Linked DNA regions of Mus musculus: region 2 is linked to region 1. The links are chromatin contacts, called in public Hi-C maps. All regions are on one chromosome and are shown on one strand. Each heading gives the region's core, a stretch centred on a gene start, on an enhancer-like site or on the middle of the called end of the contact. The rest is flanking DNA. Distances are from core to core; before and after follow the strand shown.

Region 1 (3,619 bases), core at 302-2,801:
CCACAGACGACAAATGAAAATGTGATCATATCTGTTAAATCCTAAGCCCCTACCCTCATATATTCTGTGCTCAGCTTAATTCCCCCTCAACCCCTCCAGTCTGATTTCTGTCCCAGACTTTAATTGCTAGGTTTATTTAATCTTTTGATTTCATTCACATGTGTGTGTGCACGTGCATGTGTGCCTGTGCATATGTGAACATGTACCTGTGCATAAGTGTGTGTGTGCATGTCTGTGTGTGTGTGTTTCTTGTGTGAGAGAGTATCATTCTGTACTCCAGACTGACCTGGAACTCATGGCACTTCTCTTGCCTTAGCCTTCTGAGTGCCGGGATTACAGGCATGAGCCACAATACCCAGGCACCAGTTTTAAAACACTCTTCCACTGAAGCCTCTGCAGTCCCAGTTTGGCGCCAGGTGGGTATTCTCATTTAATAAACATGAATTAGACTAAAATGGCTTTCGTGGATGCGATGTTTCATTGTTCAGATCTGATGGAAGTACAGCTGTAAGAACTTGGGGAGCTGCTTGTTTCCTGACTAGTGAATAGCATTTGGAATAATGACACTGTTGTGAGTCTACCTGGGACACGAAGAGCAAATCCCCAGCTTCCCCTCTGCATGCCCACCAGCTGCTCCTTCTTTGCTCTTCTTTTCAAGGGATGTGAGAAATGTTCACTCATTTCCTTTGTCCTGATGCAGGATTCTCAACCCTGGCACTGCTGACACTCTGGTCGGAAGAGCTCTTTGTTGTGGGTGAATGTGAAGCCTGTGCAGTGGAGACACTCCGCAGCATTGCTGCTCTCTGTCCTAGAGACATTAGTATGTTTCCAGGCATTGTCCCCGGCCAGGGATAGGGTTGGGGGGTGGGGGGGGGCAAAGTCACTCCCAGTCAAAAACCACTGTTAAAGTATGCAAAGTCACTTTGTAATTCTGCAATACCATGCGGGTGTGTAGCATTGATGCATGTATTACTTCCAGCAGCTGATTTCTGCAGAGATGGAAAAAAGGGCCGATTGCTTAAATAACTGACTTCAGAGCACAGTGCTCAGCTCCTTAGTCTGATGAGTTTAGATTAAACTGCCCTTGCCACAAGTTTGAAGCATGCTCAGATGGCAGAGGGTGTTTTACCCAAGTCGCCACTAGAGGACGTTTCTGCAGTTAGCAGAGCTGTTTCTGGGTAAAGAACACTGGCTGCAGCTTGTTTGCAGACAGTCCTTGTAAGACAATGCAAGAGCTTGCCTGCTTGCAAGGGAGGACCCCAGATCCATCCTACTGGGTGTTTATTTTATGCCAAACTCTATCCCCAGGGAGGTACTCTGCTCCCGAGGATGGGATGCCCATGTTTAAACAGCATGAAATACAGTGTGGATGCTCCCGCTCCACTTCCGTGGTCACAGGGGCTAAATAATCTCACTCACTCTGCCTGCCAACTGCAGGAGAGACTCAGTTAATGTAATTAAAGGAAGCGAGCGCTTGCCTCCTCCTTCCCAGTCTTATGTCTTGCTCTCTGTGCTCCATCAAGGAACAGCTTTAATGGTCGAGTGAAGGGCTCAGCCCAGTGCACCATGAACTGGAGATAATGTCTGGAGTCAGGTTAACTGAACTCTCCCGCCAGCAGAGTCCATGCCATCTGCCCATTTATTGACAGCCTTGTCAGCAAAAATCTGGAGTCTGAAGGTGGGCAGGCAGCCAGCATGCCTTCCACTGTCTCTCCAGCGTCTCGCTAGCAGATGTTGTGCTTCATGCCTGGAGCTGCTGTTGGCAAATCACTGCATGCTCATGTTATTTATCAGAGGGTGCAGGGAGGGCAGGAAGGGAGATGTGTTTTCCAGGAAGAAATTTGTATTCCCTTCCAGGTTTTCTGTAGATGTTAAAAAGGAGGAGAAGAAGAAGAAGAAAAAAACTACTGCTTGAAACTGACTTTGAAAAATGGGAATTAATCAGCTTATTGTTCAACACTGGAAAAACAAAATGGTTCCAAACCACACAGTTATTTGAGGAGCCAGTGCCCAAGTTCCATGGGTTATGTGGATTTGAACACTTGCATCTGCTCGTTATGATCTGCCTGGCCTTGGAGGGTGCTTTTTAATTGGACAGTCACACAAATACAAAGGAGTGGAGAGTGTTTCTTTTCAATATAGATAATACCACACTCACACTGAGTTCTTATCCCAAATGCCCAAAAAATCAGTCTGACTGTTTACCGAGTGAATAGAGATCTAGGTGCAGTTCTGTGACTAGACAATGCCTGCCTTCCTTTGACAAAGGAAATCTGTCTGGCTAGCTCTTTATAGTTTAAAGGAGGAAACAGGAAAAGAGGGACCTTTTAGAAGTGAAATTCAGCCTCTCTCCTAGTTTTGCATGTATGCCTTACAAGCCACTCTAAGTGAGTCCCTCTTGGAAAGCCTTGCAAAGGCTGCTTCATCCAAGGATGCTCTTGTAAAGCCCCCAGCTAGTGGTTCATTTGAGCTCTGTGTTCATCTAGTTATCCATGACAAAGAATGTCTTCTATCAGGAGATTGAAATGGGGTGGGAAGAAAAATTATTGGCCTCAAAAGACCGGGAGGGCCAGGGAGCCCTAGAGTGAGCACCCATAGTCCCTCACTGGGAGGATGGTGCTCCTTGTTTCTCTGTTGATAACTTATTCCCATGGTCATGAAAAGGGCAAAGTCTCGGCCCAGACATCAGAGAATTCACCAAGGAGAGGACTGAGGTTGTCCATGCAGATCCAGGAAACAGATTGGCACCTCCAAGGCATCAGAAACCCACTGTTAGGGATCCTGAATCTCGCCAGGGAAGGAGAAATGCTGGCAAGCTGCGCTCCACTGAGATGTTTCTCTGCACCACGCTGAGATACATCTCACTGGCTCCTAATGAAATGGTACCAAGCAGAAGGGAGACCATAAAAGCCCGAAGCAAGTGAACGCAAAGCACACCTGGTTGCAAGCCCCCCAAATTAACGTGGAATTGCCTTTCTCCTTGCAGGGAGCCCTACAGCCACAGCCCTGGGAATCACCACTTCTAGCACATGCATCGTGCCTTAGGATTTTAGCATTTCTGCCAGCCTCATTTTCCTACCCAGTGGAAGTCTTCCCACCTGGTCGGTGTCTAGGCTAGGCCATTCATTTTGGCACTCTGTACTAGGTCGGTGGCTTGGTTCTATGCCCATTCAGGCTGTGACATCTGAGAGTAGGCTGGAAACTCCATGTAAATGAAGCTGAGACAGAGGACTGAAAAGTGTGACCAGTTCAGCTGGTCTAGGGTGTTAATGAGAAGTAACAGTATGTGTGTGTGTGTGTGTGGGGGGGGTGTGTTACAAGATGAGTCCCTATGGCAGGTGGTATTATGCTCCTTTGCTTGATAAATGAGATCCTGGGCTCAGGGACAAAAGGGCACAAGAGGACAGTGCCCTGGATTTAAACCCAAACTGAGGCCCATGGGATGCCTGAGAGTGAGACCACGGGAAATGAACAGAAGGTCATGATTAATGAATACACCTGATCCCCCGGGGGCTGTTTGCAAAGAGCTCGCCTGGGTTTCTCTGCCAGGCAAGGCTGCACCTCCCCCATTCATGTCTTTTCATCAATTCAGCTCTCACGTAGCTGTAGCTCCCTCAGC
Region 2 (3,619 bases), core at 568-3,067, 280 kb after region 1:
CCAGATGTTAGCCATCTTCTCAGGACATTCTGGGTCATGTGATTTGCTATCTTTTGGTGTGGCTGGGAAGCTCACTCATCTTGAATCTTTTATATTATATGAGTCACGTGGAATTGGTCCCTTGTGCATGGTCCTGTGTCCCCCACAGATTCCATCCACGTGAAGACAGACCTGAAGAGGAAGACAGAACCGTCTTTCAGGCCAGTCCTCTACAGATTGAGGGATAGGTGAAGGACACAGATCTGAGAAGTGGCCAGGCAGGCTTGGAATCTGGCAGTGGGTTTGAGACTCTACCCTTCCCATCTGTATGGACAGGGTGGGTCCACTAATTTACAGAATCCTGTGATTATATGCTGCATTCGTTAGAGACTATCAGGGCAGTAATCCAGTGTGGGCAGGAGCTTTTCCTCAGTATCAGACCCTGCACACGCATGGCCTTGGTAAGATCTTGAGATGCTGAATCAGCTGCTCTGGAACTTACATCTTTCAACTTGGTTTGCTTGCTTGCTTGCTTGCTTGCTTGCTTCCTTGCTTGCCTGCTTGCCTGCTTGCTTGTAATAGGTTTCATAGAGCCCATGCTAGCTTTGAACTGACTGTGCAGCCACACACAACACGGAAGCCCTGATCCTCCAGTCTCTACCTCCAAAGTGCTAATATGACAGCTCTTTCTTCCATCTTTAAGATGAAGGCCAGTTGCCAACTGGCAGACTGTGCTAGCAGAGGCTTCTGTGCATCTGGTAGCAAAGCGCAGGCTTTGCACACACTGGGCTCCATGGGATTACTATGAATGAGGTGGCTCACTCCCTTCATAACATCAGTGTCTGCCTGACTCTGAACAGCATTGCTCCGTTGTAGGTTTGTTCTTGAGTGATTCATTCCTACAAGCAAAAGACCCTTGGGAAGGTAAAATCTTGATCCAGATGGAGTGCCATTGGGATAACTACTGTCAGCAAATCTTGATAATCGTTTAACTATCATAGTTGACTCTTAATTTAGCAACAACAGAAAAAAAAATTTTTTTTAATTGAGTTATATATAAGTAGACTTCTGTTTGGATTACATTCTCTTAAAAATTTTTAATTACATTTTATTAGTGGTGTGTGTGTGTGTGTGTGTGTGCACATGAGTGGATGCTCCCCAAGAGACAACAGATTCCCATGTGTTGGAGTTATAAGCACTTGTAAACCTAACAATGTTGGTAGTAGAGACAGGAACTTGGAACAGTCAGTCCTCTGGAAGACCACTGCGTGCTCTTGACTGCTAAGCATCTCTCCAGCCCACCTTGTAATTTATTATTGGAGCCTTGCAGGTTATTATATGGTTAAAATCTCAGCTGTACATTTCTTAGAGGAAAAATACTCCAGGGCTCAGGGAAAGCTGCCAACCCCTGATGTTGCAGCCTTCGTATTTGGAGTGCTGAAAGAGATCCTCACACGCCCCGCCATCAAGAAAGGTTAAATTGTCAAACAAACCTCAGAAGCCTGCATTCGATTTTGTTGCTCAGCTACATAAGTGCTCGGAGCCTTAATAAAGGTATTTAACTCCGGCTTTTTCTGCCCTTATACAGGCTTCCCCATTGAGAACAGGGAGAAAGTTTTAATGTGCAAACACAAGGCAGGCTGAGCCAGTCAGTGGCTGCAAGGTTCCTGGCAGATGTCCATTGTTGTTAGAATTGATGGAGCACAGAGCTACACCGCAACCCACTGCAGGGAGTCTGTCACTGGGACTTCAGCCCAAAGCCTGGCACAGGCTCCCACCTCCAATCACTTGACCACTGGCTCTTTCATCTACAAACTGGTCCCTTAGCCAAACCATCCTTCATCCTGCCAACCTTAAGTGAAGGTCTTCAAAGTATCTCCCCCTCCCACCAGAGGCATATTTTCCTCCTTCACATCCTCCCTTTATCCAAAGAGCCACCAGCCTGGCCAGTCTTTCATCCTGTGGCCAAACCAATGGATGGCAGGGTGATTTTTTTAAGGTCTCTGTTAACACATGTAAATACACTATGAAATTCAGTGAAAGCATTAGAAACAACAGAATAGTTTTAACATCTGGATTATTTTGTTATTGTTATTGTTATTCTTTCTGAAACAAGGTCTCACTATATAGCCGAGGCTGATCTCGAACTGGTGATCACCCTGCCTTAGCATTCAGAGTGCTAGGATTACAAACATTCACCAACACACCCTGCTCAGACATTAGTGTTCTTGTCATAATGATGATAGTCTGTTTTACTTAAGTAACACACCCTTTCTTTAGGATGTGTAGATCTGCGAGGATACTCAGCAACCTTGCTATTGTAATGAAACTCTACTTCCTAAGAGGGGTTATGATAGTTATGGACCCATGGCATATCTCTGTCTCATGCAGGTGATAACTTCTGCTCTGCTATGAAATGTATGACCCCATGCTAAACATATTCTAGAAGTGAAGCTTGGAGCCTGTTACCACCCTTCTCCTAAACCCATCCCCACCCCGTCACCAACCTTTTCCCCTTATCCACCTTCACTTAAAGAATTCCATACCTAGTAAGAATAAAGTCCCTCTGGCAATCTCAGCATCTACCGTTTGTCCTCCTTAGGGCCAAGCTCTTTGTAAGACCAAAGGTGTACCAGAAAATGGTGTGCATATCAGCACTCATGGGCCCTCCTTGGACATAAGGGATTTTTGTTCTTAAAGTGCTGCAAGCACATGCATTGCTGAAACTTTACACAACTATAAAGTTGAGGTCGCACCTTCTCCCCAAGGAGCAACTTCTAACTTCTCTCTAACACAAATCTGTACTTGCCAACTCTTTTCAAGTAGGGTCTTTGCAAGATTGCTTCTTGTGTGTCTTTCCCCCATACTTCTACTTCTCTGCAAAAGTCCTCTTGTTGTCAATCACTTCTTGAAAATCTCTCTGTGAGAGTCAATTTCTTCCACTTATGAGATACCTTGGGAAAGACATACTCTCTGAGGGACTCTGGGAAGAGTACAGTCTTTGAGGATGATCCCTTGACTCTCTTCTTTGGCAATTTTGCACAAGTGTGTGTGCATGCAGGCGTGGGTGCATTGTGCGTGTGTGTCCTTCCTGACCTCCTAGACACAGAAGTGGCTGACACTTGTTCTCCAAGGCTGATCCATCTCATTGTTCTCTGCAACTTGAATCTCCCCTAAAAATATTGCCTAGTGTTCCGGGAGTTTTAGCCTATCGTATCTCCTCCCCCTAAGCTGTCTAATCAACTCAGAGAAATGCTGTATGTTGGCACGTGCCTCTGCCTTCACTGCTGCTCTCACTATGTGCCCATATCTGGTTCTTCAAAAGAATTTTAAAAATTAATTAAAGAAATTAAGAGAATATGGATACACCAGAATGTTATATTTGAGCACTTATTTTTGAGGTAGGTGGTACTACTACATGCTAAGATAAGTGCTAGGGAACAAATGATAAAAATTCTCGTACTCATGCCATCTCTTCCAGCTCTTAATAAATGGAGTTGGATTAATAAATAAATGTTGAACATGTGTTTTAAAAGCAAGTGGATAACGTTATTTTAGAACCATTGAAACTTTAATAAAATTAGCTCCAATTTTATACAACCTTAAGGAGGAAAAACAGAGTGATTAAAACTAAACTATG

The links. A called contact is a pair of places that touch in the nucleus more often than the background predicts.
Region 2: a contact with region 1 is called in a Hi-C map of uterus, with 2.6 times the contacts expected there. The contact joins two enhancer-like sites. A contact is called at or near these places in 19 of 484 Hi-C or Micro-C datasets (cerebellar granule neurons, cerebellum, cerebral cortex and 9 more), 9 of 115 datasets of contacts at active chromatin or transcription factors (astrocytes, differentiating embryonic stem cells, embryonic basal ganglia and 6 more) and 1 of 9 other capture datasets (embryonic stem cells).

Annotation. Positions count from the first base shown.
Region 1 is chr7:83,200,705-83,204,323 of GRCm38.p6, forward strand. No RefSeq gene overlaps it. Among named protein-coding and RNA genes, the nearest start is that of A530021J07Rik, 54 kb to the left of the region's middle. Within about 2 kb of position 1,552, at least 71 of the 459 cell types and tissues checked have an H3K27ac peak or open chromatin away from gene starts, as enhancers often do. A contact at or near this core is called in cerebellum, embryonic basal ganglia, neural progenitor cells and 1 more, where this site is marked.
Region 2 is chr7:83,476,339-83,479,957 of GRCm38.p6, forward strand. No RefSeq gene overlaps it. Among named protein-coding and RNA genes, the nearest start is that of Gm10610, 72 kb to the right of the region's middle. Within about 2 kb of position 1,818, at least 27 of the 459 cell types and tissues checked have an H3K27ac peak or open chromatin away from gene starts, as enhancers often do. A contact at or near this core is called in cerebellum, embryonic basal ganglia, neural progenitor cells and 1 more, where this site is marked.